Regions from separate parts of the Anser cygnoides genome. Here region 1 is linked to region 2. The links are chromatin contacts, called in public Hi-C maps. All regions are on one chromosome and are shown on one strand. The core of a region is the stretch at or near the end of the contact, and the rest is flanking DNA. Distances in the headings are between cores, read along the strand shown.

The links. A called contact is a pair of places that touch in the nucleus more often than the background predicts.
Region 1: a contact with region 2 is called in a Hi-C map of liver, with 5 times the contacts expected there. The contact joins the promoter of SLC27A2 here to the enhancer-like site in region 2. A contact is called at or near these places in 2 of 7 Hi-C or Micro-C datasets (granulosa cells and liver).

What each region holds. Positions count from the first base shown.
Region 1 is chr11:10,732,419-10,736,972 of Taihu_goose_T2T_genome, reverse strand. It overlaps SLC27A2 (solute carrier family 27 member 2), which reads right to left and starts at 1,997. Exons shown (of 3, transcript XM_067003877.1): 1 at 1,934-1,997; 2 at 1-13. The coding sequence starts at 1,997.
Region 2 is chr11:10,609,011-10,613,487 of Taihu_goose_T2T_genome, reverse strand. The region is part of intron 1 of LOC106043357 (high affinity cAMP-specific and IBMX-insensitive 3',5'-cyclic phosphodiesterase 8A); the gene reads left to right. Among named protein-coding and RNA genes, the nearest start is that of FSD2, 100 kb to the right of the region's middle. Within about 2 kb of position 1,342, at least 2 of the 3 cell types and tissues checked have open chromatin away from gene starts, as enhancers often do. A contact at or near this core is called in liver, where this site is marked.

The sequences.
Region 1 (4,554 bases), core at 748-3,247, 120 kb before region 2:
CTCCCGGCGGCGCCTCAAGGCACAGCCCAGCAGCGCACCGTGGTACCAGCAGGTGCTGACTGACCTACACCGTCCCTCCTCCTCCTCCTCAGTCTTCAGTGCCCTCGGATGAGGCTGGCACCTTCCACTGCGAATGAGACTGGTGCTCGTTCTGACGGCAGAACGCAGCCTGAGGGGGCTCAGATCATCTGGAGTTTCAACCTCCAGCCACCAGGGACACAGGCAGCCAAGCCTAGTCAAGGGTCCCACTGAGAGAAATTTAGGATGAGGCAGACAAGGGGTGAGCTGACTTGGAGAGCACGTACTTCGTGCTCCCTACCTCTCGGGATGTACCAGTCCTCGTGCTCTTCCTCACTGGGGAGTAAGTAGACTAAATAGGTAAATAGGAGCTGAGTCAGCTGAAAATGTGGGGGGTGATTTGTTTTATTTATTTATTTTTATTACTTTGAAGCAAATAAACATGTTTATTAGTATTTTAGATGCACAAAAGCGATTTACAGCCCCAGTCTCTCAGTCTTGCTCCTGCCGAGGGCTTGGAGAGACACTGGTTACTCTGACAACCCTGACGCCAGAATTTCGCCCTTCTGATAAGCCTGCAACCGCGGCTTTTCTCAGTGAAGTTTAAGTAGCTGTTGCTGTGAAGAAAGATTAATTCCTTCCTTCCTTCACCACCAAGGGAACAGTTTATTGCCTTCTCAGTCACAGTTTTCTGCTCTTCTATGTCAAATCTGGTACTTCTTTACCCACAAGGCAGTAATTACGTCAGCATTACTAGGCACTATACTTCCTGAGTTCCTGTTATTTTCTCTAATGTTTACCAAGCCCTAGCTACCTATGTTTATACTGCTCCTTCTGATACTTTTGATTTAATGCTAAGATTTGTTTTGTTCTTTAAAATCATGAAGCAAAGTCCTCTTAGGAATGAGTCTGCGCTGTACACTGGGACAATCTGGTTTTCGTCAATAATCCCAAGGGGTTGAGGTGTGTTAGTCCACTGCTAGATACAGCCTTGTGTGTTCAAGTATTTCTTATTATCATAGCAGTTTTAATAGGTAATTAACTGCTATTTCATATGTCATTTGAGGCTAATATATCATGAAATGTGCCACACACATGATCTGGGTTTTAAGTGTTTGGTGCTTTTCTGGTTTTTAAATATGTTTTGTGGGGGAATTGCTATTCCAGGAATCTTGGTTTACTAATCCAAATATCAGTTTAAACACTGTTAGCCTAGAGACAAGAAGTGCTTTTTTGTTGACTTGTTTGCTATCTTCATAGTTCAGTAAACACTATTTAATACCCTCCCTACCCCCCCCCCCTTTTTTTTTTCCAATTAGCTACTGCAAATCTAGAGTTATTCTAGAAAGCTGACAGAGTCTTCTGTGACTAGTTAACACGTGTTTAGCGTTACAAGAAGCATGTGTGCTTGAGGCTGTGCCAGAAACTGGTCAAGGGCCTCACCTACTGCAAGCAGTCAGCAGTGCTGGCCGTTGCCCCTGGGTCAGGCGCTGCAGAAGGCCTCTTGGCAGTGTTTGACACTGCCTGGGCACCCCTGCAGAGCCCCCACAGTCAGTCTGTGTGGAGACAAGAGGCTGCTTGCAGCTGATCACTGGGGCTTCAGTGGGTGCTCTGTTAACGAGTGTTTGATTTCCTATGTATGCTCCCCTCCATAGTCTAGTTCTTTCCAGCTTTCGTTCTTCTAATGTTTTGTGGAAGCACTTGAAACACAGATATATCCTTTTATGATATCTCCATGACAGCTGATGTTCATGGAACTTTCTTTTCTCTGCAACAATATTCTCTGTGGAATTACATTTCAAGGTGCCAGCATAATTCAAAAGGGAATGTATTTCTTGTTATGTAGTTGTGATTTTGTTCCAACATTATGAGTCTAACCTAAGCTACTTTTGTTTTCAGCATAACATCCACTTACACTGGTGAATGTAGGTGTCCAGAGGTAGCAGATGAAAATGGCAGGATGGCAGATTACTACCCATTGGTGAGTTGCTGTTTTTAATAATAATAATAAGTTCAGTGATTAACAACGTTAGAGAACACTGGCTCAATTGTTTCCTTTGAAGTTACTGTCAAAATGTTCATCATCTTTGCTGAGGATGATCATATATCAGAACTTCTAAGGAGAAGATTATTCTATTTTCTATTGCATAGGTGGTTATTCTTGATGAGGTATGATTTTTTTTTTTTTTATTAGGAAGATATGAAATTGTTTTTCCTTCCAAGAACAGGAGTGTTACATCTTTGGTATGTGTTATTGTGATATAAGATAGGGGGTGACTTTAAAGGGCTACAGCTATTTTGGAATAACTCTTTGTTTAGAAATTCATGTTCTGAAATAAGTATATCTTGGTGGAAAGTTGTTCTGGAATAGTTCTTCAGAAAGTAGTTTCAGAGTAGATGTAAGAAATAAGCTGGGAAAGCCATAAACATCAGCTGATCACTTGCATTCAATTATTTAAAAATATACTATGGTAGAGAAATAGATTGTTGAAAAGTTTAAATATTAAATTTCCTAGAATGGCTGCAGAAATTAAGGACCTTGAAGTTAAGAACAGTGAATAATCTTTCATACAAAGTTTTCTTGCTAGATTAATAAAAATTACACCTCTGCAGGTGACATATGCAGTTAAAGAAATATGAGAAATTAATTTTATGTTGTTCATAAAGAATGTGCAAATATTTCAAAATGGAGGTTCCAAAATAATATTGGTACGAAGTATTACTAACCTTTTCCATTTCTTAGTGTCTGGACTTAATTTTGAGCTGGGTTCTTGCTTCTAGCCTCTGTCAATGGCATACAAGCATACTGGGAGGGTTAGCCACTTAGTATTTCAGGGTGTACAAAGATCTTTGATTGTGTGGTGCTGATAATTTGCTTTCTCCTGCCACTGTGGCAAGCAGTTTGTAGGTTCCTTTTGACTTTAACTATCAAACCCTAATTGCTCAACAGTTGATTATCCTCAGCTTTAGAAAATATAAATGATATGTTTATTAGTAGAAAACGTAGTTCAAGGAATTAGTTCACTACTCCCCTCATTTCTCAGTTTCTGTGCTCTACTCTCCTATTTGCTTTTTTAATACCTCTATATTCAGTTCTTTGTACAGGGTTTGTTGTTACAGTGCTCGTTTGCACTATCCATAGAACAGTAAGGGAAAGAAAAAATAAAGACAAACTAAAACATAGAGAATGCTACAGCGCTCCTGTGGACTTGGGAAAGAGACTTCCACTCTACAGGTTCAGGCACCCGTGGCTTCGGTGTGTTAGGCACCAGGCAGGGGTATCTTTGTTTTTTCCACAAGATGTCACCAGAGGGTAAAAAGTAGCTGGAACACTGTGTTAATTTGGGATTCAAGCTCACTGTTCTGCTAATTAAGGGACAGGAATCATGGGAAAGCCCAGCACTCTGTATGCAGCTTTCCTGTTTTTTTTTTTTTTTTTTTTGTTTTTTGTTTTTTTTTGAGATGGGGTTCAGAGTGGAAGACTTGCGGTTTGAGTGAGTCTGTGTAACAAATCAGCTGGGGTTTGTTCTTCTCTTGTCTGCTTCACCTGACACTCCCAATGGGATATTTTTCAGGACTGCTAAGCTGAAATCTATCTTCAGTTTCCAGTTTGAAATGCCTACCTGACACATTTTCAAATTTGCAGTTGCTTTTAAGGGTTTATTTGCAGTATTATCTCAGTGTTTCTGTGAGGTTGCAATTAGATGAGACAGGCTGACCTGATCTAATTCATTGGTGTGGCCAAAAGGGGTGATTCTGTTTCCCTCTCATCCTTATGTGGCCTTCTACCTCTGCCTCCCTTACTGCAGCTCCAGTGCTCTTCTGACCCTTCAGCGACCAATCCAGCTCACTAAACCAGCAGAATATATTTTGCTGGGTGAGTTCCCTGCTGGCTCACAGAGTAGAATTGGCTCATCAAGGCTCATATTAGTACTATGAACAATGAAAAGGAGGGAGTGAGGAGACGATAAGCAGCAGCTCAATCTCCTTCCCTACATGCAGTGTTTCAAATTCTCCTTCTGTTCCCTTCCCTCTTCTATATGAGTTGCAAGGTGCAACTGGTCCTATTAACCAGGAAAAAAAAATAATGAATGCAACAACCAAGCTCATAGTATATGGAGAGATAAGTCAGTGAACCTATCCATGGCAAAGTTCGAGCCATTCCATTTTTGGCCTCGCAGTCTGGCAGAGGTTCAGGAGATGAGGGTCAGTGAAATACATGCGCTGGCACCACTTAAACTGTGCTAACATCAGCAGTTTATTGGTATTTTTCCAGATCTTTCCCCACTTCTGGTGAATGATGCTTACAAATTTGTAATGCATCAGGATTTCTAGTAGATCAGCTAGGCAAGCTGACTTGCTGGTCTCAGCTGCAGCTAATTTGACACCTCTGTTCACTGAAATACTTTGCGATCAACAGTCTCCAAAAAACTTTTCCAAGTGAGTGAACCTTTCCTGTGACCCTAGAATTTTCAAGAAAGTTTTGTCTGATGGATTGCACAGTCCTTCTGTTCTCCCTGCTCCCCTGTCCATCCC
Region 2 (4,477 bases), core at 93-2,592:
GTAGTTTATTGTATACTGTTTCCAAGGCACTGCTGGTCTGAGGGGAGAACCTAGTAGCTTTGCAGAAAAAACCTAGTGCGTAAACACCATGAGTGTCAGCAAACTGCCAGGGAAATCTGGGTGCAGCTCCCTGGCCAGGACATTTCTGCAGAGATATATAATTCTGTTCCTCTTTGTCTTTAATGCGTCAGCATGGTTCACTCAGGAATTTGTGGTGCCACTGGCTCTCTGGGATTTGTGACAGATCCCTAGCTCTCTCCGGGAGTCACTGTGACGGATCCCTTATGAACATGAAGTCATATCAACAGGGCAGTGTCATCTTGTGGGAGCTGCACCTGAAGCCATGCAGGTTTCCAAGGGCTCCTGCTGTTACGGTGGCTGTTTTGGGGTCTGAGATGACTGAGGTCCGTAGTCTCTCCCGAACTTAGGTGAGCCCAGCCCTGCTGTTTGTGTGGCAGGGCTGTTCTTACCAACCATATCTTCTGCTTTCCTGCTTGCTTGTCCTTGAAGGAAGGGTCTTTTTTTCTTTCTAATATCAAGTTAAAATCCTGTTTAGCTGCCATATATTTTCTCAGTACTTTCTTTCCCAGTCACTGATTAGCGAGATGTGTGTGTACATGCAGATTCTTCTTTTCTAATTAGCTTACTCCTAATGCCCAGTTGGTTCACTGTCATAATCCAGTTTTATGTGGCCTCACAATCCTCTTGTGCCTCTTTCTAAGTGATACAACGCAGTCAGCTCCAGACAAAACCCTACAGACAATTCTGTTTCTAAAAATGCACTTATTACAGGTTTGAAGTTGACACATGTCAGCACTAAGCAAAGCCCTCATCTTTTCCCAGCCCACAGTAAATATGACACTCCTCATTCAAGCCAGCTCAATCCATCCCTCTGAGAGTCTGGGAAAACAGGCCTTGCAGGGAGCCCAGAGGTCAACAAAACAGGCTCTGTTGGACAAATTAAATAGCAGAGCAGAAGTTTTCAGAATCTATATGGTTTAGCAACAAATCACATACAGTAGACAGCAGGAGTCGGAATATGTGCTGTAAATGAGGCATTTTGTGTGCAGTTTTCTTCAGGTCCCCTAGATGTTTAGTAATTTATTGCCTTGTAGAATTTTCTAAATAAACCCTTAAAAATGAGGTAAAGGTAACTAAATCAAAAGCAAGATAACACACAGCCATGTATGGGAGTCACGGATAACGAACGCAACCCTGGAAGGCCAGCTCGCATCTTAGTCTTCATGTTGTTTATATGCTATGTGCCATTTTCTGCCAAAGTAAAGATTCCTATTGTCCTGGTGGCTTTCTTGGATGCCCAGTAGGGCAGATGCCTTGTACATATGGAGGAAACTGGAAAAATCTGTGTTCTGCCGTGTCCGAGTGTCCTGTTTCCCTAAGAGAGATGTCTGTGGAGTCAAATCTTTCAGGGTTTTAGTATTGTCTCCAGGTTGTCTGCTTCTGTGTGCTTTTGGAAAGGACTGGTCTTCCCAGCGTTGGTCCCTCTGCTTCATACTCCCAGGGCTCCTTACAAGAAGTCCTCTCTTTCAAGGGGAAGTTCGGGTTTGTTTATTTGTTGTTTCCCAGTGTGAACGAGTCAAACGGAGTTGATAATACATAGGCAGGGGGAGGGGAAGGGAGAAATCTGTGCTATCGAACGTACTGTTTGACACTGCCGGCACCTAGGATGGCAAGTCGGTCCGGACACTGGTCACAGTAGGGTTAGACAAGGTGTGAAGGGATTCAAAGTCTGTGCTGCTCAGTATGGTCAGTGGGGTTTGCAGCACTAAAGGATTTTGCAAGTGGTTCCAAGGTCCGGGGATGTTTGAGCTCCTGGCTTGCCTTGCAGTTGTGTCAGACTCCTCCCTTTGCTCCCCTGGCCTGGCAACGTGGACTTTGCTTCAGTTACGGCTGGGTTAAAAAGGAACCAGTCCAAAGCTTTTTTTTCCTTTTTTTTTTTTTTTTTTTTTCCTCCACTGCACCAATTTGTGATCCATTACCTAGTGCTTTCCCATTCTGAGCTGGGCTCTGGACCTTATTGCTCAGTCTCAGAGCCATGCCCTACATCTTATGACTCTGCTTCCTGTCTTGCTTGTGCCTTTTTTTTTCTGGAAATTTATGACCATTTGCATTGTGATAACTGCAATGCAAAACTTCCTTGCTAGCAGGAAAGGTGTTTGCTGCCGTGTGCATGCATTTGCACTGAATGCCATGTGCCAATGAAATGTAGAAGCATGTTAAAAAAAATGTCTTTCAAAGTAAAATTCAGTAGCAAATTTTGTCTTACTTCCTGCTCATTAAAAATAATCTAGCAGTCAATTAAAAGCTTTGCCAAACAATAACATAGTAATCTTTGTAAAAGTGTAACATGGTGTTCAAGCTACATTTTGCCAGAAACCATTAGTTGGAGACATGTTCATGGCCAAAAAAAGGGAAGAGTTGTGACCACTGAAGCTTCCCTTGCACCCCATAGACTGTGCTTTGTTCCTTGCGCTGCAAGAGAAGGAGTTATGTTCTTCTCTAAATGAGGTTTTAGCCTTAAACTGTAAAACCTGCTTTTTTTCCTGAAGGGACTTGCCATTAGGATGGTACGCTGCTTTAGGCCAGGGAGAGTCCCTTATAAAGTATGACACGAGAGACTGGGGCAGGCAGAAGGAGCGGCACCGCCGACACCTGTGCCTGAAAGCCGCTTTCCTCTCTGCCAGAAGGGAAGGTGTGAACTGGTTGCGGGAGTTTGTAGGCAGTCATTTTTCGGAGGGGAACAAAAGAACGAGTCAGCCCAAGTAGCTGGGGTGTTGAGGTGGATTGACGAGCTAAGAGAAGGAGCTCTCATCCGCGTGGTTGGAGCCGCAGTGGGCCCATTACCGAGACTTTCGTTTCTGCAGCTGGAGGGGGCAGGAGGAGGTGTCAGGGCTCTGGAGGGGGTGCAGGACTGCTGGGACTGCGGGGCTGAAAGCGACCCGCAGAGACGCTGTGCGAACACCAGGCCCCGCCGAGCTGCATGAGGCTCCAGCTGAGGCAAGGCGAGGAACGGGAAGGTTCCCCTCCTAGCTGCCCATGGTCTAAGCGGCACGGGGCCGTGGGGTATCCCCCTTTACTTGTGCTTGACCAGTGAAGGAGAACATTTACACTGCTTTGTTGTATCGGCATGTTCATTCCATGGTGTAACAAGGTTTTGGTAGTTTTGTGCTGTGCACAAGTGTATGCCTTCAGTCTGATAACACAGCGTGATAAGGTTAATATGATATTAATGTACTTACAGCAAAAGAAATAGCATTGATGGGTGTTCTCACCCAATAGATTCCTTCTCAACTGCTCTACAGCTACTGAACCAGCTTGACAGCTACCAGAAAAGAACATGAGGATGGGAGAAGTGAACAGACAAGTTTTATAACTACATCTTTTGAAGACTTTAAACTGCCACATCCCTGACTGGACTTCTACTGACTAAAAGTTGCATATATTTTCACATTGGGAAGTCCTTGAAAATTGTTTTCTCTCCTACTTTGCTGCCAAAACCCAGCACAACTTCTCTTCCAAAAGCTGACAAAATTACAAATGCCTGAAATTGGGAAGGGCAGCGGCAGGACTTTATGCAGGGGATATGTTCAGAGTGGGCTGCTGTAGCTGAGGGGTAACGAGCAGGTTACTCTAACGAGCAGGTTACTTTGTACAATCTCGATTGAAGGTGGTTACTACAGTTTTGAAAGCTGGGTGCTCCTAAGCCTGCAGTTCAGTCGGCGCTTTGAATGAAATAGTAAGAGGGAGTAAGATAAGACTCCCACGTGGTGTTAACTCCAGGATGGATAAGGTGATCTCGAAGAAGGACTTAAGCATTAATTACGTTTTTTACCCAGGAGTACTTCAGGCAGGTTTATATAGGTGCTGAATTATCCCATGCTCACTGGGCTTACTGACTGCGCTGAAGACAGTGGGAGTCTGTTTTAGCTCTAAAGGGCATTTGGGTGCCTTTATGTGAAGTTTGCAAGCTGAACTTTGGGCTTCACAGAACTTGTAAACAGAAAAAAATGAAATCTTTTTTTAACTGAATTTTACTGATGCTGAATTCATTGGTTTCTGTGGAATCTTTAATTCTGATGAATTTTCTCTTTAGCCATGGCAGTGTTAAGGCAGGTTAGCTGAGCTGAGCAGATGTAAAGCAAGGCTGCATCAGCAGCACGCAGGCAGGGAGCCCGAGGTCCCCAAGGATTGCCTCGCCATGCCAGAGCAGATCTTGCAGGCTGTCATGGAGTGTGCAGTGTCATGTGTGACAAGCAGCAAAATGGAGAGTCACACTGCCTGGCCAGCTAAGGAAGTAAGCACTGAATTTACGTCCCCTTTGTACGTGAGCTGTAGGATTGTTACCTGAGGCTCTCAAAACGGGAGGCACCCTGAGCTGGAGGCCGTGCATGGCTGTGCAGCCTGCCCTCTCCTTTTCTTTGGGGTGAGCTCTGTGCGCTGCTGAGCAGTTGCTTTT